Regions from separate parts of the Bombyx mori genome. Here region 1 is linked to region 2. The links are chromatin contacts, called in public Hi-C maps. All regions are on one chromosome and are shown on one strand. The core of a region is the stretch at or near the end of the contact, and the rest is flanking DNA. Distances in the headings are between cores, read along the strand shown. Region 1 overlaps LOC101742925 (rho guanine nucleotide exchange factor 11). Region 2 overlaps LOC101742925 (rho guanine nucleotide exchange factor 11).

Region 1 (6,403 bases), core at 3,402-5,901, 39 kb before region 2:
CTCGAAGTGACTAACACCTACAGTGTTTCTCCAGGCAGGATTTGTACTGGACTGATATATAGGCTAGTTCTTGTACCAGTGCATTTGAGATATCGACCTCATGTCTCAAGTTAGGCGGCGGCTTTGAGGTCAGCTGGTTCCATGCTAATCACTAAGTCGTCTGTATACGTCATCGCCTCACTTAATGCAATTCAAGTTTGCTTTAAAGATGCGTAATGTGAAATGCGTGTCGTTATAATGAATAATATGATGTAGAACAGCGTATAGATAATAATAGGTACCAATTACATTGTCTTTTTTTCCCCTACGCTGGTAACTTAAAAGGATATTCCAGCTACGCGCTGTCGGGTAGGTGAGCTCACGGGCTCAACCTGAGATAATTTGCTAACACTAACCCTAGCAAGAGCAGTGCTCTGCAGAATCTACCACTGGATCGGAAAAATTACAATATCTGAAAATCGTCTAACCAATCTTTGTATTAAGAAACGAATACCGCCCAATATCTATTTTGTAGCAGGCGATTCAAGAATTACATTACTTAATGGAAAATCGATGCCATGGGTGGCTTCAGCTGAGGTTGCAAAAAAAAACATATTAGACGCATGAATAATTTGTATAGTTAGGGTATAATTAATTTATAACAGTAATGTAAATAAAATAAAAAATTGTCGTAATTTTTTAATAAGCTTTTATTAGCTTCAGACGTATGTATGTATGTTTGTAACGGAATCTGTGAACATGATTTTGACCCCCTTCAAAACGTCGGATTAACTCGAAATTTGGTATACTTGACCGTAAGACAATTCAATATTTAAAAAAAATTTAAAAATTTAAGTTCAACTAAAAATGAAAAATAAATAATAGTTTAAAAAAACTAACAAAATATATATAATTTTATAGAAAATCCAACTAAAAAATAGAAAATAAATTTGAATTAAAAATATTGTAAGCAAAAATGATTTTATTGTAAAAAAGCGTGGGGTGCTTTTCAGGATATTATCAAAATAACCCTTCTGCTCATATCTGTTCATAAAATATTTATAACTAGGTACTTAGACCATGCACCCCACGCTTTTTTTTGACAATAAAATCATTTTTTTTCTTACACTATTTTTAATTCAAATTTATTAAAATTGATTTTTTATTTTTTAGTTTTTTAGTTTCTATAAAAGAGTATTTTGTTAGTTTTTTTAAACTATTATTTTTTAACGTAAAGTTCTCAGTTTAGAAATGTTGTTACTACGGGCTGGCGCGATTTCTATCAAACCAATTCCAAAGTCTAATGCAATTTTAATTTAATACTTTAAATTTTATCAATTTCAAACAACGCGGCTAAGGTCTTATATTTAAAAATATATTTATTTAAAAGGAATTTCATATAGCTTTTGTCTAGTCTCAGATTCAAATAAGTATTCCTCAGACAAACATGGTGGTCATGTCCCCTTCCCGAGCGGACGATCTCATGGGCCTTGATGGATCAAACAGTCAACACCAACATCAACACAAAATGCGTTTGTTAGTACCGTGTTGGGCGCCACTTGTATTCAAACCTGTATTACAAACGTAGGTACTTACCTTACAACTGTGCACAAGTATGTTTTCACTAACCGGTTTCTTCTTCATTCATTTCAGGTGAGTGCGTGAGGCGGTTATTAAAATATACACCTTGGTAAGTATAGTTAACACGTACATGTAAGCAGATAATGACAAAACAGCTTACTAATATTTCATCCTTCTGTTTCTTAAACCATTGCCTCTTTTTATTCTTTAGTAGGTGCTGATGAGTTTAAATGTAATGTATAAAAAAGTATTCGGAAATAGTATTTTTGTTTTTGTAAAATCTTAATAATGAAGTGTCAAAGATTATGGACGAATTTTGACGACGTGAAATGAACGACGCCTTTGCATGAACTTTAGTAAATTAATGAGCCAATCAAAACAGAGTTTAAAATTAAATTGATAACAGCGCCATCTATCAAACGGTTAACGCAAACACAAGGAACTGTTTTGAGATAGTACCGATATTCGATGCTAGATGGCAGTGTGAACCTTCACCATAAAAATAAACGGATTAATTAAATCCAAGAACGTAAAATCGAGTCACCTAAGTTTTCATAATTTAATGTTCGCTACATTATCGACAATTATTCAATTATTCGCATGAGCTGGCGATGATGACATTTTCTATAATAAGAATTACTTACGGTTTATGGTTTTTACGGAAAAATTATACGAAACTAAACTGAAACAAACAACAGTGTACCTTTGTTGAACAAAAATACATTATTTTGTGTTTTTATGTGTTTTACGTGGCAGTTCACAGACGCTTTAGTTTAGTGAATAGTAGATAGTTTAGTAGTAGAAATGGTAGTATATTTTAATACCCAATTTCCTTTAGCATTGATCTTGAGTACTTTTTTTATACCTATGTGGTTGGTAACCTGTTAGAGGGTTATGCCAACGTAACCGGGCGAGTAGGTGAGCTCACGGGGCTCTAACCTGAGGACGTTGCTAACACTAGCTCTAGTAAGAGCAGTGATTCGCTGATATTGAGTACTGTGTGCTTAGTGCGAGTTTCTTAACGTTCTCGATAGCGTAAAAGTTAACCAAATTTTGTATGTAGTTGGAACAGTGCCCCCTAACGGCAAACGTAGGCAAACGATCCCGTTCCATACAAATATGAGTTAACTTTTACGCTATCGAGAACGGTAATAAATTCGCACTAAACATCCTGATGGCTACGCGTAGTTCCTAAACAGCGTTGTTGTCACTGTTTTCCTGGCTCACCCTACATTCATATTTAGGGGTCAGAAGGGTGGGATGGGGTATGTGCTTCAGCCTGTAATATTAATATAAGCAAGACGTGACGTCACCAAGTTGTTCGCGTCAATAAAGAGCGATACTTGTATACTTCAATTTTTTGGGTGGACGAGCGCACAGCCCACCTGGTGTTAAGTGGTTACCGGAGCCCATAGAGGTATGAATTCTAAGGTCTTAGTATTTACAATACAACGGCTGCCCCGCCCTTGAAATCGTAACGCATTACAGCTTCATGACAGAAATAGGCGGGATGGTACCTACCCGTGCGGACTCACAAGAGGTCCTACCACCAGTAATTACGGAAAATAAATAATTTTGTGGGTATAATTTTTATTACACGATGTTATTCCTTCACCGTGGAAGACAATCGTGAAGATTTTTTAAGCACGTATTTTATTAGTAAAATTGGTACCCGCCTGCGGGATTCGAACACCGGTGCATCGTTAAATACGAATGCACCGGACGTCTTATCCTTTAGGCCACGACGGCGACGACGTCAAAACTTAAGTCGTCTACACAACGACTATATATGTCGGTTGCCTATACTAACATTTATTTCGACTAGTTGAAGACGCGAGTAGAATATATTCGCAATTTAATCTCGTGACTCACTTTTGATCTGATTGAAAAATGATTTAAAAAGTTTCCTCATGGCCAATATGTCAGTCGGGACGTTTGAAGCTAATTGGTTCATGTTGCGTTGATTCAATTTAACTGTCGGTATAGACGGCTAGACCTCTCAGGGATTGACCGGAGAATTGGCGGCAACGCTCTCCGAGTGATATACCAGTGTAGGAACTACGATCGTCAACTGACTTTATTAGTGATAGGTGGTATTTAAGTCTGCACGGGTAAGTAACTTCATTCTGCAAAGCTGGCATGAATACCAGTTCGAACCTAAACCATGCATCAGTCCGCTGAGTTTCTGGCCGGATTTTGTCAGTGGGTCACGATTACGATCCGGTAGTAGATTCATTTGGTTAGCAACAGTTAGGTCTCCTTTTGAGGCGCTTGGGTAGCTGTTAGCAAATCCCACCCCTCCTGGCTGAGAGCCCTTGCTCTCCCACCTATTCTGGTGAAACTGGAAAGACCGCGCCACCAGTAAGCTCACATTCATGAAAAAAAAACAGTTCGACCTCATGTGTCGATATGGGTGGCGGCGTAAAACGTTATGATGTTTTAAGATTTTGGCAGTCGCTTTACACTAGGTGGGCCGTCAGCTCGATCGCTCGTCTGCGCAACAAAAAACTACATACTCAACTAAATAACATTGAATTAAATAAAACGATGTAAGTAAATACCTAATATTAGTGTGTGCATTTGAAATACCGAATCGTGTAGCTAGAGACAACAACAACAAGGGTAAATCCGTCGCGTGAACTGCAACAGGTGAGTCACGGGCGGAACATACGGCCGAGTAAGTGTCACGGCAACGCGCCGGCTTCTCGATAATAGTCTAGCGGCTAGCGCGTCTCTTGGTTGAGTGGTCGTAGGTTCGCTATCATGTTTTGAAACATCCCTAACAAACGAGCAAGAAGCCCGTCCCGTAAATTACCATGGAGTTACGTAACTAAAACGTGTTTATGAACGACTTCCATGCTTAAAAAATACCTGTTCGTAATAAAACTAAAATCTATAGTTTTACTATCTTGGTCCTACCCACGTCTGTCGTGAAATAGTCACGCAGTCCTGTTCGTAGGATGAGAATCATTTAAGTAATTTGAATGCAGTAATAATAAAAATATTTTCATTAACGCTTCGTTTAAGTGTCGTGTGTTGGCCCGTACGTTTACACGACGGTGCGCCATCTGTTGTGTGACGTCACGGCCGCTACATATCCACATAATTCAGGTAAATAGATGTCACACGGAGCGGCCGTATCGTTGTCTAATGAACGCACCGCCAGCAAGAAAGGACTGACCTTTGCATGTAGGGGTCTACGTGGGCCCCTAGAGCCATACCATCTCTTTTTATTTATTTATTGCTTAGATGGGTGGACGAGCTCACAGCCCACCTGGTGTTAAGTGGTTACTGGAGCCGATAGACATCTACAACGTAAATGCCGCCACCCATCTTGAGACATGAGTTTTAAGGTCTCCGTATAGTTACAAAGGCACCCTCGCCCTTCAGACCGAAACCCATTACTGCTTCAGGGCAGAAATAGGCAGGGTGGTGGTACCTACCCGTGCGGATTCATAAGAGCTCCTACCACCAGTAAAACTCGCTGTTTCCAAGTCAGTGGTCCTTGTGCCATATTAGACGATAACTTCTGCATTGTCGCTTAGAAAATCCTGCGGCCATCCCCGAGTAAAAGTTAAGTCTGCTGTCTTCCGAACTGGAAATAGATGGTATAAGCAGATAGGAGGGTCGTGTCCTTTCCTTGCGTGCTCACGTGTATCATTACTTTACGGATTTCAAATTTAAATGGACATTTTTGATGATAATGTCCGCCTACCCGTTCGGCAGTAGTTGGAATAGCCCTTTAGGCTACTATCGATTAAGTAGGGGAACAAAATATAACGAAATTGTTGGTCCATGGTGAGCGCACGTTGCGAAAGGCGCTGGTGCTTGGACTTAGACTGAACGAGGACACTACGGTCTTCCACTTAGTTTTCTATTTTTTATTGCTTAGATGGAGGGACGAGCTCACAGCCCACCTGGTGTTAACTGGTTACTGGAGCCCATAGACATTCACAACGTAAACGCGCCACCCACCTTGAGATATAAGTTCTAAGGTCTCAAGTTTAGTTACAACGACTACCCCACCCTTCAAACCGAAACGCATTACTGCTTCACGGCAGAATAGGCAGGGTGGTGGTACCCACCTGCGTGAACTCACAAAAGGTCCTACCACCAGTGAGGAGTGTGGTTCGAACACTATTCATTGATGTTGATACAATATTTCGATTTGGCTTTATATTAGTATTTATAAGATTCAATATGGTCGGTGTTTGAAAAGCTGCAAAGAACACTCGTGATCTCCGAAATCGGGTCTGGTTTTTTTATCATTAGCTCGCATCTGCGACGGTCTCGCATCTGGTGCGTGTTCGGCTTTATATTTAGCTTCGCACCTGCCTCCTCGGTCCCGGGTTCTAAATTTGCACATTTTGAATATTAGGATGAGTTATCCCAATTTACTCAATTCGAAACGGATTTAAAGAGGAAGGTTTTCTGTTGTGGCGGTACCCATCATACAACACAAGATATTTGACAGACGCCTGAATCTCGCTTACGACATTATCAAGATAAGCTTGCATATAATAATATATTATACAAGTTCCGAACAACAACATTCTTGATAACAATTCGTCCATATGTTTTTTTGTTTTAGTTATTCAAGTGGAGTTGCGTATAACTCCATCTTCCTCACGCCTTGTTTGAACTCTCAATAAATATATTAAAGTTGATGTTAAAAAAAAAGTCACTTGTAATTGTAATTCTGTACCGTGCCCTCCCAAAATAAGTTTTCCCATTAACCTTGACGTTACAAAACATGAATACTGAAGTCACAATTCCCCGGTGAACATATTGATATTCCGCGACAGTAACACATTACATTTGCATGTGTCGTTGCCATTTTGCG
Region 2 (6,509 bases), core at 2,204-4,703:
AATAAAAAAACAATTGAAAAATAATTATCCAGTCACACGTAATGTTTCTTTGATAAATGTCAATGATTAGTTGAATAATGTCTCTGCTTTGTGCAGTTAATAATATACGGGTTCCGAGATGTAGCGACAGTGTAGCGATTACGCAGTAGGTTCGTTATGTACATACTCATTATGACGAAAAATGTTTTGAAGGCAACAATGTTAGATTAGCTGCTAATTTTTGCACAACCGAATTTTTCATTTTATTTGAATTTACAACATGTACATGTCGTCAAGATCGACCTGGTATTTAGCGCATAACTGATCATAGCTTTGGAGATGGTAGCTGTGTTTTAGCGACAGTCTCCAGTTTATTGAAACACACACAGCAGTGCTTAGAGCACAGAAATGCACAGGAAAAAAGCCGTTGCGAGGTCAACATGTAATTATAAATGTTTTTAGTTTTCCCTGTCTATATATAAGTGTTTCATGTCATAATGTATATTCAACGTTAACGAACAAAACTATTTAATTTTTGGTTTAAATAAATTAAAATGAATCTATACTTCTATACTAATATTATAAAGCTGCAGTGTTTGTTTGTTTGAACGCGCTAATCTCTGGAACTAAAAATTCTTTCAGTGTTACATAGTCCATTTATCGAGGAAGGCTATAGGCTATATAACATCACGCTAAGACCAATACAAGCGGAACACCGATAAAGAATGTTTCAAAATCGGGGTTATTTTAACCTTTTGAGAGCTTCCGCTGCGTGCGCTGCAGAAACGGTTAAAGTTACACTAAAATAATGTATGACAGAATTGTTCCCCTTTAAATGATCTAAAAAAAAGTCTGTGACAGCATAATAATATTTCTCTATGTTAAAGTTGGCTCACTATAACGTTTTTTATGCTAACCAAATTTTATTCTAAAATAAAGCATTATTTGTGAACTATTTCACGCGGACCAAGTCGCGGGCAAAAGCTAGTAATAAATAATCTTAGTAACGAGTCCGTGTCATCTGTCCTATTGACATTAAATTTTGTACATAACGGCTGTTGTTGGTATTCCTGGGAAGAATTCTGTTATAGCGCCATAAAACAGCGCGCAAGTAGTTTCCAAACGTCAGCGTGGTTCTTTCAGCCGTGGACACGAGCGAGGCGTGATCCGGCTTCACAAGGAAATGTAACATTAAAAACAATAATATCGATACCGCCGTTATAAATACACTGTGTACAGCAATGACGGGTACATGGTTCGTGAGATCATCGCTAATTTCGTATGAGTTTTATGTCGACGGCTCGATACATTCCGAATCGTTCAGATACACTGGCTAATGTCTAGTTGATGCTGTGCTCGCCGTGGCCGGCTGAAGACGTGGGATCCGGAATTTGGGTCGCGGAGACGAGACAGCTGTACGCGTGGCAGGAGGCGGTTAGAACCTCTCAGTCAACGCGTTCCGGTTTGAAGGGACAGATTGATGCCATTCCAATACTATTGAGACTTCGAACTCATGTTTCAACTTGAGCGGCATTATTCACGAACTTATATCTATGGACTTCTCTATAAGAACGTATCTTTATTTAATGCAACCAACAACAATGTAAAAATGACATTTACATTTAATAGTCGTGTCGTGAAGGCGTAGCGTACGAATACACTGGTAGTAGGACGTCTTGTGAGTCCGCACGGGTAGGTACCGCCGCCCCACCTATTGCTGCCGTGAACCAGTAATGAGTTTCGGTTTGAAAGGCGGGGCTGCCGTTGTAACTATACTGAGACCTTAGAACTTATATCTCAAGGTAAGTGGCGGCATTTATGTCATAGATGCCTATGGGCTCCGGCAACCACTTAACATCAGGTGGGTTGTGAGTTCGTCCACCCATCTATGCAATTTTTTGTTTGAGTCTAAAGAAAAGTGTCGATGACGCGTATAGTCGGTGTGACGAAGTGGTTTCCGCATGCGGTCACCGCCGCCCGGTCCGGTCCGGCTGATAGCGCTTTATCAATTTAACATTGACCCCGTGCGGCTCTGTCCGTGTATTAATATACATTATTGCTACGGAATCGGTTCGACCTTTATTATATTAGGGAAACAACCTTCTTCGCTGTTACAAACGCCTACATTTATATATGTATGTATGTTTATTAGAGTATTATATTGAATAATACAGGAGTAATTTACACAAGTCTTGCTGATTTTTATAATTGTTAAATCGTTAATGAAGTTGTGGAAAGTCGGCAAGTAAACTGATTGCGGATAGAAATATTATAAGAACACCTAAACAAACAATTGTAAAGTTGATTCTGATTATTTACATATCAGTTTTTTTGTTCATGTCCAAAATATTTGTAAATTTTCCAAGAACACCAAAATAATTCTATAACTTAATAAGAGATGGCGCTGTTATCAATTTTGTTCTTCTGAAATCTGTTAGACATTCTTCGACACCTAATGAATTAACGTAGTTGCTATTTTACAAACATGTTGCCCGTTTTATGAATGCTGCTTGTGTATGTAGTAGAGTGTTCGTGGTCATGGACGACGTGACGTAAAACTGTTGTAATCGTACCGTGCATTATGAATTTAATTTCATTCATTTTCTATAATATTGACCTTAATTTCCCCAGGAGAGTCAAGAAGGGAGGGTTCGACGGACGAGCCGTCCGCCCCCGAAGTCGACGTTGATAGTAACGATGTCAACTCTAAAGATGCTGACAAGGAAACCAAGTATGTTTACTTCTGACATTAATTGTATAAACTCTTTCATTTTCTTTTGGAGTCTGGGATAAAGCCTGTTTCTACGCTGTTTCACTGTAGCATATCCTACTTCAACCCATGTTTGAAAAGAAAACGCCTGGACTGTACCTCTGATAACTACCTACGTTCACACAGACGTGTAGGAGTCCATAGACACTTGAATATGGTTGATGCCCAGGTTGTGGTGCGGCCAGAGATCAGCCTCCGTTGTATTGGAGATATGGGTGGTAAATATACTTCACACTGTGGATACGATCACCCCTGACTGATTGTTTGTGGTCGCTGTCTCTCATTGCAAACTGACATTCTTCTAGTAAACTCCGTAATTACTATATAATACTAATAACAACAATAGGTAGGTACGGTCAAAGAGTGATTTTTCGTTATCACATTAATTAGCTCTGTCTATGTCCTGTCGCTCTGTAACTACAGAGGTTTTCAAAGATACTCTCTTTTGAATACATAACAGCTGTATGTTATGTGTAGATGCCAAATTTTCCTTCGTCATATTGCCATTTTACCATATTCCTGGCTAGAAATTTTCCATTGGCATCTAAAGATACGTTTTACATTAACTACATATTAAATATACATTAATTGATACAGTTAAACCGTTCTCAATTATTCCAAATGTAAAGGGCTAGTGACTGCATCTGCTTAAAGTGAAATATAACTGTGTTGTTGCTAATCGACACTAGATGGAAGTGGTCACGATTGAACTTTTGCTAAACCACAGTGCTGGAACTGGACTGGAACATACTGTCTATTAATGATAATGATATTTTTAGACTTACTCGCAAAAAAAAGAAACCAGAGGTAAACTAAAAAATTAGTGTGTGTATAGTTGCATTCAAACATATTACAACAACCCCTCTTTTACATTATACGATCAGATTCGATATTACATAGCTGTTTGCATGCATAGCGTTACATACGGCCAGTTACTGTCATATTTCTATTATTTTAAATGTATTTGCCAGTGTCATGGAAAGTGCTACACAAAACACACGTATTTTATTTCAAATATCAAGCCACACAAAACACAACCTTATCAATACCTCAACAATAGCTAATATTGTTATCAAAGTTTGATAACGTTTTGAATGTGTGTTGTGGCGTACAGTTGGCGTACAACGACATCTAGCGGTCGCGGCGTGAACCGCGCCGAGAGCTGTCGCGAGCGTGACGCGCCCCGCCGCGGGAAGCACCGCAACGCCAGCGACCCCAACCGACTCACCGCACACAACAACCAGTGAGTGCTCAATATCAACTATATTACACGAATATAGAACTTATAAATAAGGCCGTCCGCGCAAAAATTGTCTAATCTATAATTTTTCATATTCATGCTTATGTATTGAAATCGATTTAAAACAACAAATTTTGATGCAAAACTGGCCTATCCCTAGTTTCAACCATAGATAACAGATGGCGTTGTAAACATTATTTTTGCGCGAACATTACTTTTGCCTACGACGCAGTGTAAAATTAACTAAAATTTCATTACCTCCACACTAACGATGGTAAGCTTAGATCACTTTTGCGCTGACGGTATCAAATAGTAACAGATGTTATCTAAAAACAGTCTCCAGGTGAGAATTGAAATAAAAAAAAACTTGACGAAATTCTAACGCTATTCAAGAAATTATTGAGGAAATTATATCATAGCGGACACATGAGGTTTATAATAGAAAATAATATTACCCACATTTTGAGAGCATTGGAACATTCGTGTTTAATTTTTAACGTTGCAAAAGGTTCTACAGAATTCCACGTAGTGTCGATCGTGCAGTCAGAATACCGTAAAAAACACATCAATAGGAAATTAATTCGCTATAAAATACGTTGAGTTGAATGTTATTATGTATGTAACGTACTCGGAGGCTCAGATCGTTCCTTTTTGGACAAATTCAGTGACGTCACAAAAATATCCAGCTATAGGCAATACTGGTTTATGACCTGATAGTGATTGAATTGTTGAACTTCACATCAACATTTTAATGTTAAAAATACATTACTAGTTTGCGAACCTTGAGTAATAATATCGAAGTGTTACTAAGTACTTACGTCGCTAGGTACCTGAATTCCGTATAGATTCAATCAATAATTTAACTGGAACCCAAAAATCGTTGATATACTCAACAAGATCAGTAAAATAAAACAGACAGTAAATTAAAAAATTCAAACGTTCTGTTGATTCGTATTATGTATTTGTATTAATAAAGTTGGCTAGTCCCGATTAACTGGAATAATTTATGGACGAACAATCGATAGCAACTCATCGCTCGAGCGCTCTCCATTGAAAACACCTATTCACTAGCTAGCTAGTTAGTATAGGAGATAGCTGTAAAATGTCACAGTCTAGTCACATTTACAGAAGGATAAAAATTCACACATCATTTTAGTTTTAATATCGTATTATATTCATTAGTTTTCCCATGTTGCACTAAATTCGTCGTGGCCTAATGGATAAGACGTCCAGTGCATTCGTGTTGCCATACACCGATGTTCGAATCTCAGGCGGGTACCAATTTTCTAATGAAATGTGGGGCAGCCGTTGTAACATGTTGTAACTATACTTGAGACCTTAGAACTTATATCTCAAGGTGGGTGGCGCATTTACGTTGTAGATGTCTATGGGCTCCAGTAACCACTTAACACCAGGTGGGCTGTGAGCTCGTCCAACAAAATAAGAAAAAAAAAAACGAAAGGCAATTCGCAAATAATTACAATGTGATTGGCAAACTGTATTATAACTGTTGTAATTACAGGGCTTAGTAACCACCTAATAAACTCAGTAATCTATATGTTTTATCAAAAAAGTCCATAGAGAAATATTAATAACTATTTATACCGTAGTTCTAAGTCGACCCTTCTGCACGCTATCGATTTTGCGTGCATCTTTTTCTTATTTCGTGTTCTCTCCAGATTCAAACTTCAGGCGTTCAGACATCAAATTGTTACAAGTTCAAATAGAATTTCAAACGGTTATCACCTTTAATTCTCTTGAGAATAAATACAAATTTTCTGTGAACGGAATTATAATACCAATTTTATTTAGAAACAAAATTCTAGATCGAGTTTTGTTTGTGTTAGAACAATTTCTATTGAATATTTTATGGTTTTTATTGAAAAAAGAAATGTATTCTTCTATAATACATTTTTTAGTAGGAAAATTTCAATAATGTAGTGCTATTTTATGTTAAACCATCTAGTTTTATTGGTGATTGTGTACAAATTCTATAGTTGACGTCATTATTACATAGTGTTACTGTCTTATTTTTAGTTCTTGGATCTCGTATGCTGTTTATCATCAGTAGCGTTGAGATCACGAGGTACTTGGATGTGTTCTCGACAAAAATAATTTCAGTAAAACTACAATAGCAAAATGCTTACCGCAAAGTCACTTATCATCAATTGAATCATCTGAAAATCCAATTGCGCCCAGCATTGCAGGTTGTTATTTCGGTATCATTACTAGAAACTGTAAATTCTTGGAACATTGATAATTTTCTTCATAATTTGCGTAAACAAGACCCACGTAAAGTTTAATGTGAGCCGTCTGTTTGTAAACAGTTTTACAGACAATGGATCTATTTAAAGTGGTCTCAATGCCGGTAATAGCAAATTAACATCGACCTGCGTTTCAAACGAATCTACTATCTGCCTGAGGTCAAGTTTAATGGTTTTTGTGTGATATCTCAAGCTACGCTTCATTTATAAAATTAAGGAGACACCATTTTCCTTATTATCTTCAGCGTATGGTATT

What was found. A called contact is a pair of places that touch in the nucleus more often than the background predicts.
Region 1: a contact with region 2 is called in a Hi-C map of whole pupa, with 2.3 times the contacts expected there. The contact joins two enhancer-like sites. A contact is called at or near these places in 4 of 7 Hi-C or Micro-C datasets (posterior silk gland and whole pupa).

What each region holds. Positions count from the first base shown.
Region 1 is chr24:671,764-678,166 of ASM3026992v2, reverse strand. All of the region lies in intron 21 of LOC101742925 (rho guanine nucleotide exchange factor 11), which reads left to right. Among protein-coding and RNA genes, the nearest start is that of LOC134201226, 8.2 kb to the right of the region's middle. Within about 2 kb of position 4,651, at least 8 of the 8 cell types and tissues checked have open chromatin away from gene starts, as enhancers often do.
Region 2 is chr24:631,650-638,158 of ASM3026992v2, reverse strand. It overlaps LOC101742925 (rho guanine nucleotide exchange factor 11), which reads left to right. Exons shown (of 41, transcript XM_062675585.1): 22 at 2,611-2,710; 23 at 3,864-3,992. Among protein-coding and RNA genes, the nearest start is that of LOC134201226, 32 kb to the left of the region's middle. Within about 2 kb of position 3,453, at least 8 of the 8 cell types and tissues checked have open chromatin away from gene starts, as enhancers often do.